Linked DNA regions of Mus musculus: region 2 is linked to region 1. The links are chromatin contacts, called in public HiCAR-type maps. All regions are on one chromosome and are shown on one strand. Each heading gives the region's core, a stretch centred on a gene start, on an enhancer-like site or on the middle of the called end of the contact. The rest is flanking DNA. Distances are from core to core; before and after follow the strand shown. Region 1 holds the start of Fundc1 (FUN14 domain containing 1). Region 2 holds the start of Rp2 (retinitis pigmentosa 2 homolog).

The links. HiCAR-type assays count read pairs that join an accessible place to other places.
Region 2: a HiCAR-type map of astrocytes shows a contact between it and region 1, with 6 times the contacts expected there. The contact joins the promoter of Rp2 here to the promoter of Fundc1 in region 1.

The regions. Positions count from the first base shown.
Region 1 is chrX:17,569,053-17,575,358 of GRCm38.p6, reverse strand. It overlaps Fundc1 (FUN14 domain containing 1), which reads left to right and starts at 3,034. Exons shown (of 5, transcript NM_028058.4): 1 at 3,034-3,206; 2 at 3,900-4,056. The coding sequence starts at 3,179.
Region 2 is chrX:20,361,138-20,367,443 of GRCm38.p6, reverse strand. Rp2 (retinitis pigmentosa 2 homolog) reads right to left here and starts at 2,963. Exons shown (of 5, transcript NM_133669.5): 1 at 2,616-2,963. The coding sequence starts at 2,708.

The DNA.
Region 1 (6,306 bases), core at 1,785-4,284:
GGTCTTCTCATTGTGTTCTGGATTTCCTGGATGTTTTGAGCTAGGTAGGATCTTTTTGCATTTTGCATTTTCTTTGATTGTTGTGTCCATGTTTTCTATGGAATCTTCTGCACCTGAGATTCTCTCTTCCATCTCTTGTATTCTGTTGCTGATGCTCGGATCTATGGTTTCTGATTTCTCTCCTAGGATTTCTATCTCCAGAGTTGTCTCCCTTTGTGATTTCTTTATTGCTTCTACTTCTATTTTTAGATCCTGGATGTTTTTGTTTTTCAATTCTTTTACCTGTTTGGTAGTGTTTTCCTGTAACTCTTTAAGGGATTTTTGTGTTTCCTACTTAAGTGCTTCTAGCTGTTTACCTGTGTTTTCCTGTATTTCTTTAAGGGAGTTATTTATTTCCTTCTTAAAGTCCTCCATCATCATCATGAGAAGTGACTTTAGATCCATATCTTGCTTTTCTGATGTGATGGTGTATCCAGGACTTGCTATTGTGGGAGAGTTTGGTTCTGATGTTGCCAAGTAACCTTGGTTTCTGTTGCTTCTGTTCGTATGATTGCCTCCTGCCATCTGATTATCTCAAGTGCTTGCTGCCCTCAATATATCTGATTGGAGCCTGTCCTTTCTATAATCCGGATTGATTCAGTACTCCCCAGTGTCCAGGTTTCTCTGTGATTCTATGATTCCGGGCTCCTGTTAACCTGAGATTCTGGCTGTGTCAGAGTTCTTGGCAGTCAAGCTTCCTCTGAGACCCCGAGGTTCTGAAGTGAGCAAGCTGCTGCTATCCTGGTATCCTGGTATCCTAGTATCCTGGAATCCTAAGATCCTGGGCATGTTACAGCGTCTGGAAGTAGTGTCTCCTCTGGGGACCATGGGGCTGTCTGGTGTGTTCGAAACCAAGGTATATCAGCACTGATTAAAAGGAACCTGAGCAGCTCGTCAGGCAGGGCTCACATGTCCTTGCTCCTGCTGCCACAGGCCTGTCACAATTGGTTTGGAACAGATGTTGTGTCCACTCACCAGTGATCCTAAGATCCTGGGTGTGCTAGGGTGCCTGTAGCGTGGAGAGTTCTCTGTGGACTGTGGGACGATCTGTTGAGTTCGTGCCCAAGGTGGCTTGGAGCTGGCACTGACCAGAAGGGACTTGAGCCCCTGGTCAAGTGGGTTTCCTGCGCCCCTGCTGCTGGCACAGGCCCATCAAGATTGGTTTGGAACTGATGTTGTCTTCCACTCACCAGTGATCCTAAGATCGTGTGGAGAGTCCTTTGGGGACTGTGGGACTGTCTTCGGAGTTCGAGCCCAAGGTGATGGAGCTGCCGCAGACCGGAAGGGCTAGAATGCATATTTAAAATAAGTTTGGTGCTGATTTATGTGAACTTGGGTTAGTTCTTTGGTATCCAACATGTTTTTATATTCTACAGAATCCATGGAAATTTGTGGTAAAAAAACAGACTTTATCCCTATTTCACATTCAAATAATAACAATTCTTAAAATCACAGCTTTGTGGTGAATGTCGGTAATCACAGCACTGGGCAGAGTGAGACAGAGGAATCCAGCATCAGAGGCCAGCCTGGGCTACATAGTGTGACCATGTTTACAAACAAACAATCCTAATACTGGAGAGGCAGAGGGAAGTAGGTCTGTGTAAGTTTGAGGCCAGCGTGCTCTACATAGGGAGTTCCAGAGAATCTTAGGTTATGTGAGATGTTGTCTAAAAATAACCAACCAACCAAAAATACAAGCAAAAGTCTGCTCGACTAACAGGGCACTAAAAAAACTAGAGCCCTCAGCAGTTTGAGAAAAATGTGACCTGGGGATCCATCCCATATACAGTCGCCAAACCCAGACACTTTTCTGGATGCCAACAAGTGCTTGCTGACAGGAGCCTGTTATAGCTGTCTCCTGAGAGGCTCTGCCAGTGCCTGGCAAATACAGAAGTGAATGCTCACAGCCATTCATTGGACTGAGCACAGGGTCCCCAATGGAGGAACAAGAGAAAGGACCCAAGGAGCTGAAGGCATTTGCAGCCCCATAGGAGGAACAACAATATGAACCAACCGCTATTCCCAGGATACCCAGGGACTAAACCACCAACCAAAGAAAACACATGGAGGGACCATGGCTCCAGCTGCATATGTAGTAGAGGGTGGCTTTGTCAGTCATCAATGGGAGGAGAGGCCATTGGTCCTGTGAAGGCTCTATGCCCCAGCATAGGGGAATGCCAGAGCCAGGCAGCAGGAGTGGGTGGGTTGGTGAGCTGGAGGAGTGGGGAAGTGATAGGGGGAGGAGGGTTTTCAGAGGGGAAACCAGGAAAGGGGATAACATTTTAAATGTAAATAAAGAAAATATCTAATTAAAATTTTTTTTCATTAAAAAAAAAAACCTTTAAAATATTTGCCCTGACACTTGTTAAAATAGATAGTGGGTCTATTTTAATTTGGGATACAACAACAACAACAAAAAGCTGGAGATTTATAGTGCATAATCTGAGGGGGTCGAAGTGTAGAGTCCTACCAAGAGGAGACATCAAGGGAGTTTATTGCTGAGCTAGTTTAATTGGGTTCTTACTGGAGAATGACTGGGTTATTAGACATCAAGCAAGAAGTGGGCCTGAAATTTCTGTTAAAGCCAACAGAATTCTTGAAAGAACTAAAGGCCAAAGATAGGGCCTGAAAAAAGAACACCTAATCAGAAAGACAGCTTCGTTGAAGCATCCTGACTAAAGACTTGTTAAGAACAGTCTGCCAACACTAAACTGATTATCTTGTTCTATTACCCTTAGCCGCTCCTCCCTCCATTCCTTTAGCGTAAAAAACAAACAAACAAAAAAACCAAAAAGCAAAAACAAAAATAAGACAAAACAACAAAAAACTCTTAGAAACTTAGAGCAGGTTGGGGTAATGCCCAGGCTACAGTGGAAAAGAGCACGGACTACATTTCCCATAAGCAATAGGAGGGCGGGGACTCAGCTATTCCATCACAAGTCCCAAGCCTTGCGGCTGCGCACAAATTGTTGGAGGTCGTGTACAGGGAAGAGTGGCGGTGACGCGACTGTGTGGGCGGGGCGAGGAGGAGGCTGAGGAAAAAAGAGAGACCATAGACTTCCAACTCGGCCTAGAGCGTCCTTTAAAGTGGTGGGGAGAGGCGGGCAGGGACCACCCCCAACTGGCCGCTGGCGGTATCATGGCATCCCGGAACCCCCCTCCCCAAGGTGAGCAGCCAGGGCCCGAAGTAGTCTCTGGGACGCTGCCCACAGCACTCGACCTTTTATTGCTATGGTGTTTCTCCCTTTCCCTCCTCCAGTGTTTCTGGGGCTCTGTCGCTGTACAGCCCCTTTGCGAGAGCCCCTTTGAACCAGAGGTCTCCTTTCCCTCTCTGCGGAATTTAGCATGCTCACCTACACCTAACCAAGGCTAGACCCTGCCCTGCCCTGCCCCCACCTCGAGCCCTTCTCCATCTTGCAAAATTAGGAGGGTTGGCGGGTTGATTTCCATGGTTGGTTGCGTTTTAGTCCTGCTCTGATTTCCTCTTGCTAGGTTCCTGACTTTTCCTTTCATGGAAGGATCATCCCCTCGCCCCCTTTTCCCACAGATGGAAATGTACCCTGCCCTGACCTTATTCTCATTGTGCGGGTGACCGCCCACTGCTTTGTAATTCAACTGGCCTCTGGCTGCGTGTCCCTAAGCCTTGGGAAAGGAAATGCCGATGCTGTTGCTAGGCCCTTTATGCTTGAGGCCCTAGTCTCCCAGATCGAGTTAATCACGCTCCTTCGTTTACATCTGGGCCTTTTTAGTTGTAGACCAGACATGACAGTGTGTTGGCCCACAGGTTTTATGAAAACAGCTTGTGAGACGTTTCAGACTGTAGAATGAATGTTTTTTTTTTCCATTTTGTATTTTTAAAGACTATGAAAGCGATGACGAATCATACGAAGTGTTGGATTTAACTGAATATGCAAGAAGACACCACTGGTGGAATCGAGTATTTGGCCACAGTTCCGGACCTATGGTAGAAAAATACTCAGTAGCTACTCAGATTGTAATGGGTGGCGTGACTGGCTGGTGAGAACATTCTTTTCATTAAATTTTAGTGGGAACCTGGCTCTTGTCCTTTTGTAAATGGCACAGCCTCCATAAATCTTCAGTGGCTCCCCACTTTTAAATTCCAGAAGAACACAACTTTGGGGCTTTTCCCGGATCTTATTGGTTGTATCAGCCTTCAGATAGTCCTGGTTGGATTTTGATGATTTCCCTCTGTCAAAGGCCCACCATAGTTCCACTTCCACCCTTTACACTTCCTTTAATTCATTAACAAATTTTCAACTTAAGCAAGTTAATTATAAGTAAGTTGTTACTTGCTATTCAGTGCCAATAACTGGAAAAAACATGAGAACTCCCATTGCAGAACTAGCCTCTAAGATTCTCAGCTCTGTACATAGAAGCATTAATGGTCTGTAAAAATTATTCACAATGATGCATCAGATTCTACATTTTTTGTGTACTGGTTCTGATTATGATAGTGCTTTGAAGAAGATCTGAGAAGATTGCCTTTGCTTTAGAATTAATGCAATGATTACTTATTATGCAATAATTTGGAGTACAATAAGGAGTGGCTAATAACCATTAATCAAGCAACAGCTCATGTAAGCACATATTTACATTGTTGTTACCATGTATTTTAATTCTATTATTTTTGGAATAAAATATTAACCAGATAAAAAGGGGCAGAAACAGTTCAGTATTTTGAAATATGTTGATGACTCTTTTTTTTTTGAAGTGACAGTGATTAAGTTGTAAGCATTTTTTTTCTTTACATTTAAGGTAAATTCATCTTGTGCTAATTAAAATATTTACATACTTCCTCTTGGCATGGGAAAATGACATTTATTCATGTGTGTTTTCCATGAACCTCGGAATAATGATGCCCCATGCCTTCTTGTAAATGCCATTTCATAATTTAAAACAAACAAAGAACAATTATGGTGAAGATTCCATGGAGCACAGGCACAGTATTAATACTGCTTTATTGAAAAATCATACAGTTAGAAGGGAAATTTCTGCTCAGGGCCTCGGTCAATTAGATGATTCACTGTAGGATGATTACAACTCTGCCCCCTTAAATGCATTTATAATTTGGTGCCAGAGGTGATTGGTTAGTGAGAATCATGGCGGAAAGCCAGATCGTTGCACATTTTCTTCTTACAGACCTAACCTGCTAAGAAGGCCCATAACTGCCAGGTCTTCCTGAAAACCCTAATGGCAGAGCAGAAGTTAGTAGTGACTGGTACACAGCTTGTGTAGCTGTAGCATTCAACCTGGGGTTTAATGAAGACCTCACTACTTGCTTTTTTCTTTGTTCTTCCTTACTGACTCCTGTATAAGAACCATATTCTTGATAATAATAACAACAACAACAGTAGTAATACATTTGGATTGTCAGTATCAGACAAGTATTCAACCCAGGAGCTATGTAATAGTTTGTGGGTATTTGTTTTTTACATCCATCTATTTGTGTGGGGGGCACAGATGTGTCCCAGTATATATGTGGAGGTCAGAGGACAGCTAGTAGGAGTTTGATCTTTACCATGTGAGTTTTGGGGATCAAACTGGGCTCTTTAGACTTGGTAGCAAGTGCTTTGACCTGCTCAACTCTCTCTATGACCTGGTCTGTGTAATAGGACACTTATATTCAGGTGGCTTGTTTTTGTTTTTGTTTTATGTGGGCACAAATTCAGGACCTTGCAAGCATTCTAACTCTAAGTGATATTGCCAGCTACATAGGTGATTTGTTGGAATGATTTGAACTGTAGTTTAGATTCAGAGTAGAAAACATTTGAAATCTTTTTAGGATATAACATTGATGTGATATTGTGGCATAAAAGAGGAACAGTTAATATAGGCATAAACCTAACTTAACACTTGAGACCGACCAGCTCAAGACATGAATAGCCTAAGGAGATTGGATTTAGCCATAAGTTTTTGGTAATAAGAAATGAAAACTAGTATGAGAAAAGGTGGTTGCTAGGAGACCTGGAGGCCTTGAATACTGAATCTGCTTTTAGAGTGTGATCCAGAAGCAGAGCTATGGAATCCCAACATTACATTCCAAAGGTAACGATGCCCCTAAGAGTGGAAAGGAGGGCTGGCAAGATAGCTCAGCAAGTAGGCTTGATGCCAAGCTTGGTGACCTGAGTTTTATCCACAGGTACCACATGGTGGAGAGAACCAATTCATGTACATTGTGCTTGGCCATGTGTGAATGTTTAGACACACACACTACATAAAAAATTAATAATAAAAATAGGAAGGAGA
Region 2 (6,306 bases), core at 1,714-4,213, 2.8 Mb before region 1:
TACAATGTATCTCAGTTATTTCGGTAAGCTGTGTATTTACACTCAATTCCTTGTAATGAAAAACACACACACACACACAAAAGTTTCAAGAGATAGCAAGACCAGGGTCAGTAAAAGTACCATTGGAGGGCTAGGGGTATAGATCAGTGGTAGAATGCCTGCCTAACATTCTGTGTTCTATTCCCAGCACCACAAAAAAGGTTTTAACTTTTATTATATCTATATAATATATATAATAATAATATATTATGGCATCTTATGTATACTATGTATTATATAGAATATAATTATATATCTAGCTATTTTATATATATATAGGCTTATTGTACATTTCCAATAACAGCTCTTACATCTCTACAACTATAGTACCTAGCAATGCTCTCAAAAAGGGTTCCTTTATTATTATTACACATACATATCTATGTATGTTTAAGTATGCATAAATACAACCTACTGAGTCTGTTTTTGCTGTTTGTATGAATCTGGTTTCAAGGCTGACCTCTTTATTGAATAAAAACATTTTAAAACTATAAATGAAAAAAATTTAATGTTCCTATTTACACCAGAAAGTTTAATGCAGCACACATGGTGGGAGAGGCGACACTTAGATATTAGTATCCACTAAGCTATTTTTCAGTACTTTAACTTAGATAAAGAGCACAAGAAAAAGAGATCACAAAACACATTCATATGAAAGATCCCAACTATCAGGGTGTGGTAGCCCAGCCCATAATCTCAGTACTCAGTATGCTCAGGCAGGTAGATTGCCTGAAATCCAAGGCCAGCCTAAGCTACATACCGTTTAACAGGCTAGCCAGAAGTACATATCAAAACATTGTCTCTAGCATAAGTTGGTGATGCATGCTTACAATTCAAGCAATCAAGAGATGGAGGCAGGGGAATCAGATAGATACTCAGGGCTATGCAGAGTTACATGAGACCTTGTCTCAAAATATAACAAAAAAGATCCTGTTGCAAAAATAACATAATAGCAAGACCAGAAGACCCCAATTAATCAGAACTTTGTAAGTAGAAGTTAGCAGAAAGACAATTATTATGGAACAGTGAACCACAGCCAACCAAGACTACTGAAAAGAAAAGCACACTTTTACTTTTAGCCTGACACTTCTAAACAAAATAAGACAAACAAAAACTCTCTCTGCAGCAGGAAGTTCAAGTTTAAAGAGCATTGTTTAGCTAGGGATGCCACTCAGTGGTAGAATGCTTGCCTAGCATGGCTCAATACCCAGCGCTGGGGAGAAAAAATTTAAACAGCATTATTAGAAATCCCAAGGCTGTTGAAAATGAATACTTCAAAATCCTCCTACCAAATGATTTTGATGGGTACAATCTTCATATAAGACAGAAAATACAACACTTTCCTACATGACAAAATACTGCTATATAAGAGGAACAAAAGGCCACATGGCCTAAGAAAGGTTTCAGAGTCAAAGGCAAAAAGCTGAGCCTGAGAATTCAGCTTCCATTTGTTAAAAGCCAACATTTTGAAAATGTCATTTATATGAATGCCTAAATTCTGCTGGGGATTTGAAATGATGCAGGATGATTTGTCATACCAAACAAGGATGCAGGATGACTGGTTATAACAAAACAAGACTTTAGTACTTCTGGTCAAAGTTGTTGCATTAAGCAATAGTTAACTGTTCATGACACCCATTTAAAAGAACAAGCGTTCTTATTTTGTTTGAGAAACTATAATAATTGATGTCTATTAAGTGTTTTACAAAGCAACTACACTAAGAAGAAAAGAAGAACTTTGTAGAAAGAGGAACCATTGTGAAATGTATGCCTAAGTAAGTGTGTTTTGTGCAAGATTAGGAGACTTTTTCAAACCTTTTGAGATATATATATATATATATATATATATATATATATATATATATATATATATATATATATATATATATATATATATATATATATACACACACACATATGTATATATGTGTGTGTGTATGTGTGTGTGTACATATATATATATATGGCATTTTCGTTCATATAAAGCTGCAATAATAAACTACTTCCTGGTTTGTGTTGGGTACTTTCACCTTACACAATACACTCCAAGACTGCCTCAATTTTCATTATTCTTTTCTGATAAATGGAAGACGAGAATAAAGGTAGACATGAAACAGTCCATTTAATAACTGAGTAACACCAAGAGGCACCAAAAGCGATTTTCAGAGGAGAGCAGACAAAAGAGTAACAGCTTGGGAATACAAACCGCAGAAAAGATGAGAACCAGTCTTGCGTGTGTAATTCGACCACTGGACCAAACCCCTTTGGCCAACGCTGGTGAAATGAGCTGATTGGAGATTCAGCACCTTCCTGGCTCTTTCCCTCCCTGGAGTCCTTTCTAGAATCCGGAGTCGGGGTGCAGAGCCTACAGAGAGGCCCTGGGAGTCTAGTTAGGCTGACCACTAACTCTATGCCTCCTTTGGGCCCTTCACATCCCGCCCCCAAAGTCGTGCGACTTCAGCTGCCTGTGCGCGCCAGTGAAAGCCAGTTGTGGGCCACCCGCCAAACTGCCCGCTTTCATCTGCTGCAAAGGGCAGCCGAGGAGGGCCCAAAGCAAGGGATCCCCAAAACATCACCTTCTCCCGCTGGTCCCAGCTGTACAGCTTGGGCTGCTCCTCCTCTCCCTCAGCCTTTTCACTCTTCCTCCTCTTAGTGAAGCAGCAGCCCATGGTGCGGCCTAAGGGTCTTGGTAGTGGACCCCACTCGCTCAGACACCTTTCAGAGGGTGGCGGGAAGCCAGGGTGACTCGGCCAACAGCTCCCCGGACACCGCCCAGGGGAGCAGCCCCGCCGCCAGGAACCCTCAGCACTCCCGCCAGGCCCAACACCCTTCTCCGCCCAACCCCCTAGGTCTCCGTGACGACCTATGGCAACCAATAAGCGGGCAGCAGCCTCTGAGCCAATCAATGCCTCGCAAGCTGCTCTGCTCCTATGAGCTCAGGCCAAAGTATTCATTCACCAATCCTACGTCAGCGGGGGGCTGGCCAGCTCAGGTGCTCTCACCGAGGGCCCCGTCCCCAGGTCGGTCCTACTCCACCCCCAGCTTCTCCCCTCTAGTGAACTAGGCTGGGCTAGCTGGCTGCTGTTTGATTGGGCTGAGTACCTTTTCCTGACCCGGTGCTCAAATTTCGAAAGTTTCCAAAATTTAAGCTCTGGAGGGGATGCCATACAGAGTAGTGGACTTGTTTTATGACAAAAATTGCTAGGGAAAAAAATCTTGCTGATTTTGTAAAACAAATTTGTGTCCTTCACTCCTCCCTTTCAGTACCTTTCTAGGGAACCCACAAGCTTCTGGTCGAACTGTTCATGTCTGGTGTCTGTAGAGGTCAGGAGAGGGCTCAAATCTCCTGGTTACTAATAGTTGTAAGCCATCAAGCAAGTGCTAGGGAGCGAACCTGGATCCTCTGCAAGAGGAGCAAATGATCTTAAACACTGAGCCATCTCTCCAATCCTTTGAGGGATGTCTAAAAGCTTCCACTTATCTCTCCAAAATTGGACAAGTATTTAGGATAAAAACCTAGTATTGTCTCCTTACTAGAACAGTGAATCTGGGAGCAAAAGGATATTACAAAAAGGCATGTACCTTTGAATCTCTCAGCTTATGCATCCAATGACAGAAGCACATATAACCTTTTTCCAATCTCTTCCAAAAGACAGTAGTCCAACTATAGAGGGTAAGAGAGGCATGTTGACTCACCACAAAGGAGCTTTAGGAACTCAAGCAGTGCAAAGTCTAATAGAGGATATAAACCCTATCATATAAACAACCTGATCTGTTCAAAGCAAATGGTACAAAGTTCGCGTGAAAACATAAAAATATACACAATCATTAACATTTGTTGTATTTGGGTGGACTTTGAGTACAATGCCCATGTATTGCTTTCATAATAAGTTGATTTCTCTGAGATACAGTATTAAAACATCATGATAAGACATCAAATGCAGACTAGCACTTTCAAATTTGTTTATCTTTTTACTTGACCATACCTATCACATTTAATGTAGATTCTAAAAGAGCCTCTGACTCAATTTGGGCATTAAGATTGTTCCTCCTTTCACTTCCTGCCCTTTTTGTACAACCAGGAAGAAGGGTACAGTGCTTAAGAATTATAAATGACCTGAAAGTTAAGCTCCAGGTCTTGGACAATAAAAGCTGTGCATTACTGCCTTTTTCTTCAGTCAGATCAAAGTTCTATGTGAGGATAGTTTTGTATTAGAGCCCTGCTGCTAATTTATATTCATAGAATAGCAAAAGTTTGATCACTGCAGAGTGCAGAATAAGAAGCTGAAATCCAGGGATGAATCTGTGGTCACAATGAATGGAATTGAGCAAGAACTAGAAAAATTCAGATCCTCTGTCCCTCATGGATCATGTTCTTCATAAAGACACAACTCAATAAAACTAATTTTAGAGAAAGAATTTCTAAAACTCATTGCTTTGAGCACACCCTTTTAAAATTATTTGTTTATTTTATGTATGTGTGTACACTGTCACTCTCTTCAGACACAGCAGAAAAGGGCATCAGAGCCCATTACAGATGGTTGTGAACCACCATGTGGTTGCTGGGAATTGAGCTCAGGACCTCTGGGAGAGCAGCCAGTGCTCTTAACTGCTGATCCATCTCTCCAGCCCTAACTCATTGCTTTGAAACACATGCTCTTGAGAAACTCAAATCTGAAACAAAATCTAGATCAACCTGTAATTAGTTTTTAGAGATCCTCAAATAAAACTGAAGGCACTTGGTTAACTCTCATCTCACTGTCAGTCTAATCCCAAATCAAATTAAATCAAAATTAAATTGAAATCATACAAATTATAGCTGGGTGTGGCAATATATTCTCAGCATTTGAGAGTTAGAAGCAGAATGGAGTTCAAGACTGGCCTGGGCTACTTGAGACACTGTCTCTTCTTTCCATATAGCCCCCACCAACCCAAGAACAACCAGGATTAAAAAGCTAATACACAAAGATTAGTGATCTGTTTTGCTCTCTTGCTCTTTTTTCTTCTTCTTCAGAGGTGCTAGGGATTAAACTAAAGCCTTGCACATGTTATACCTACTAGGCAGGTGCTATACCACCAACATAAATCGTGAATACCTCCCTGTGCCTTTACAAAGTACTTTAAATTTTGAGAAAGGGTCTGGCTAAGTTGCCCATTAACCCAGACAGGCATTAAACTGAGTCCCCTGTTTTTGCCTCTCAAGTAGCTGGGATTAAAAGTCACCAGGCCTATGTCTCTCTGTCTTTATCTGTCTCTCTGTCTGACTCTGTCTCTGTCTCTGTCTCTGCCTTCTCCATGTCTCTCTTTAGTTCCTTCCACCATAAATTCCCATGACTTTTTTTGGCAAGCCAGCTCTGTCCTTACTAATCAGCATATACATTGCTGCCAACTGCCATTCTATCTCGAGTCCTGACTCTTCTGTCCCAGTGTGCAGAATGTACAATGAGCCCCTTATACATTAACTCAGACTCTGAAGGGAGATAATCAGACAATTTTTTTTGCCAGTTAATCGTCTGTAGACAGATGTGCACATATGTTCTAATTGCTGCAATGGCAGGAATGAGTTCCATATTATAAAAGTAGGTGGTGAACAAGTCCTACAAAAGTATGTGCTAGACACAAGCATAAGTTCAATTACTTCTGCCTAGGTAGACACTTCCCACCTGTCTTAGTTAGGATTTTACTGTTGTGAACAGACACTATGACCAAGGCAACTCTTATAAGGACAACATTTATTTGGGGGCTGGATTACAGGTTCAGAGGTTTAGTTCATTATCATCAAGGTGGGAGCATGGCAGGCATAGTGTAGGTAGAGTTGAGAATTCGACATCATCAACTGAAGGCTACTAGTGAAAGACTCACTTCCAGGCAGCTAGAATGAGGGTCTTAAAACCCACACCCACAGTGACACACCTACTCCAACAGGGCCACACCCTCTAATAGTGCCACTCCCTGGGCCAAGCATATACAAACCATCACATTTCACTCCATGGTCCCCATAGCCTTATTCAAACATATGAGTCTATGGGGGCCATACCTAAACATAGCATAATGCAAAACACATTTAGCCCAACTTCCAAAGTCTCCATAGTCTATAGTAGTATCAATAATGTTAAAAGTCCAAAGTTCAAAGTCTCTTCTAAGATTCATCGAATCACTTAACATTCCCAAAGCAAAACAGGAAACCAGCTGGGCAAACTCTAAACTCTGTATCGCCATGTCTGACATCAAAGCAGTCTTCAGATCTTCAACTCCATTTTCATCTTT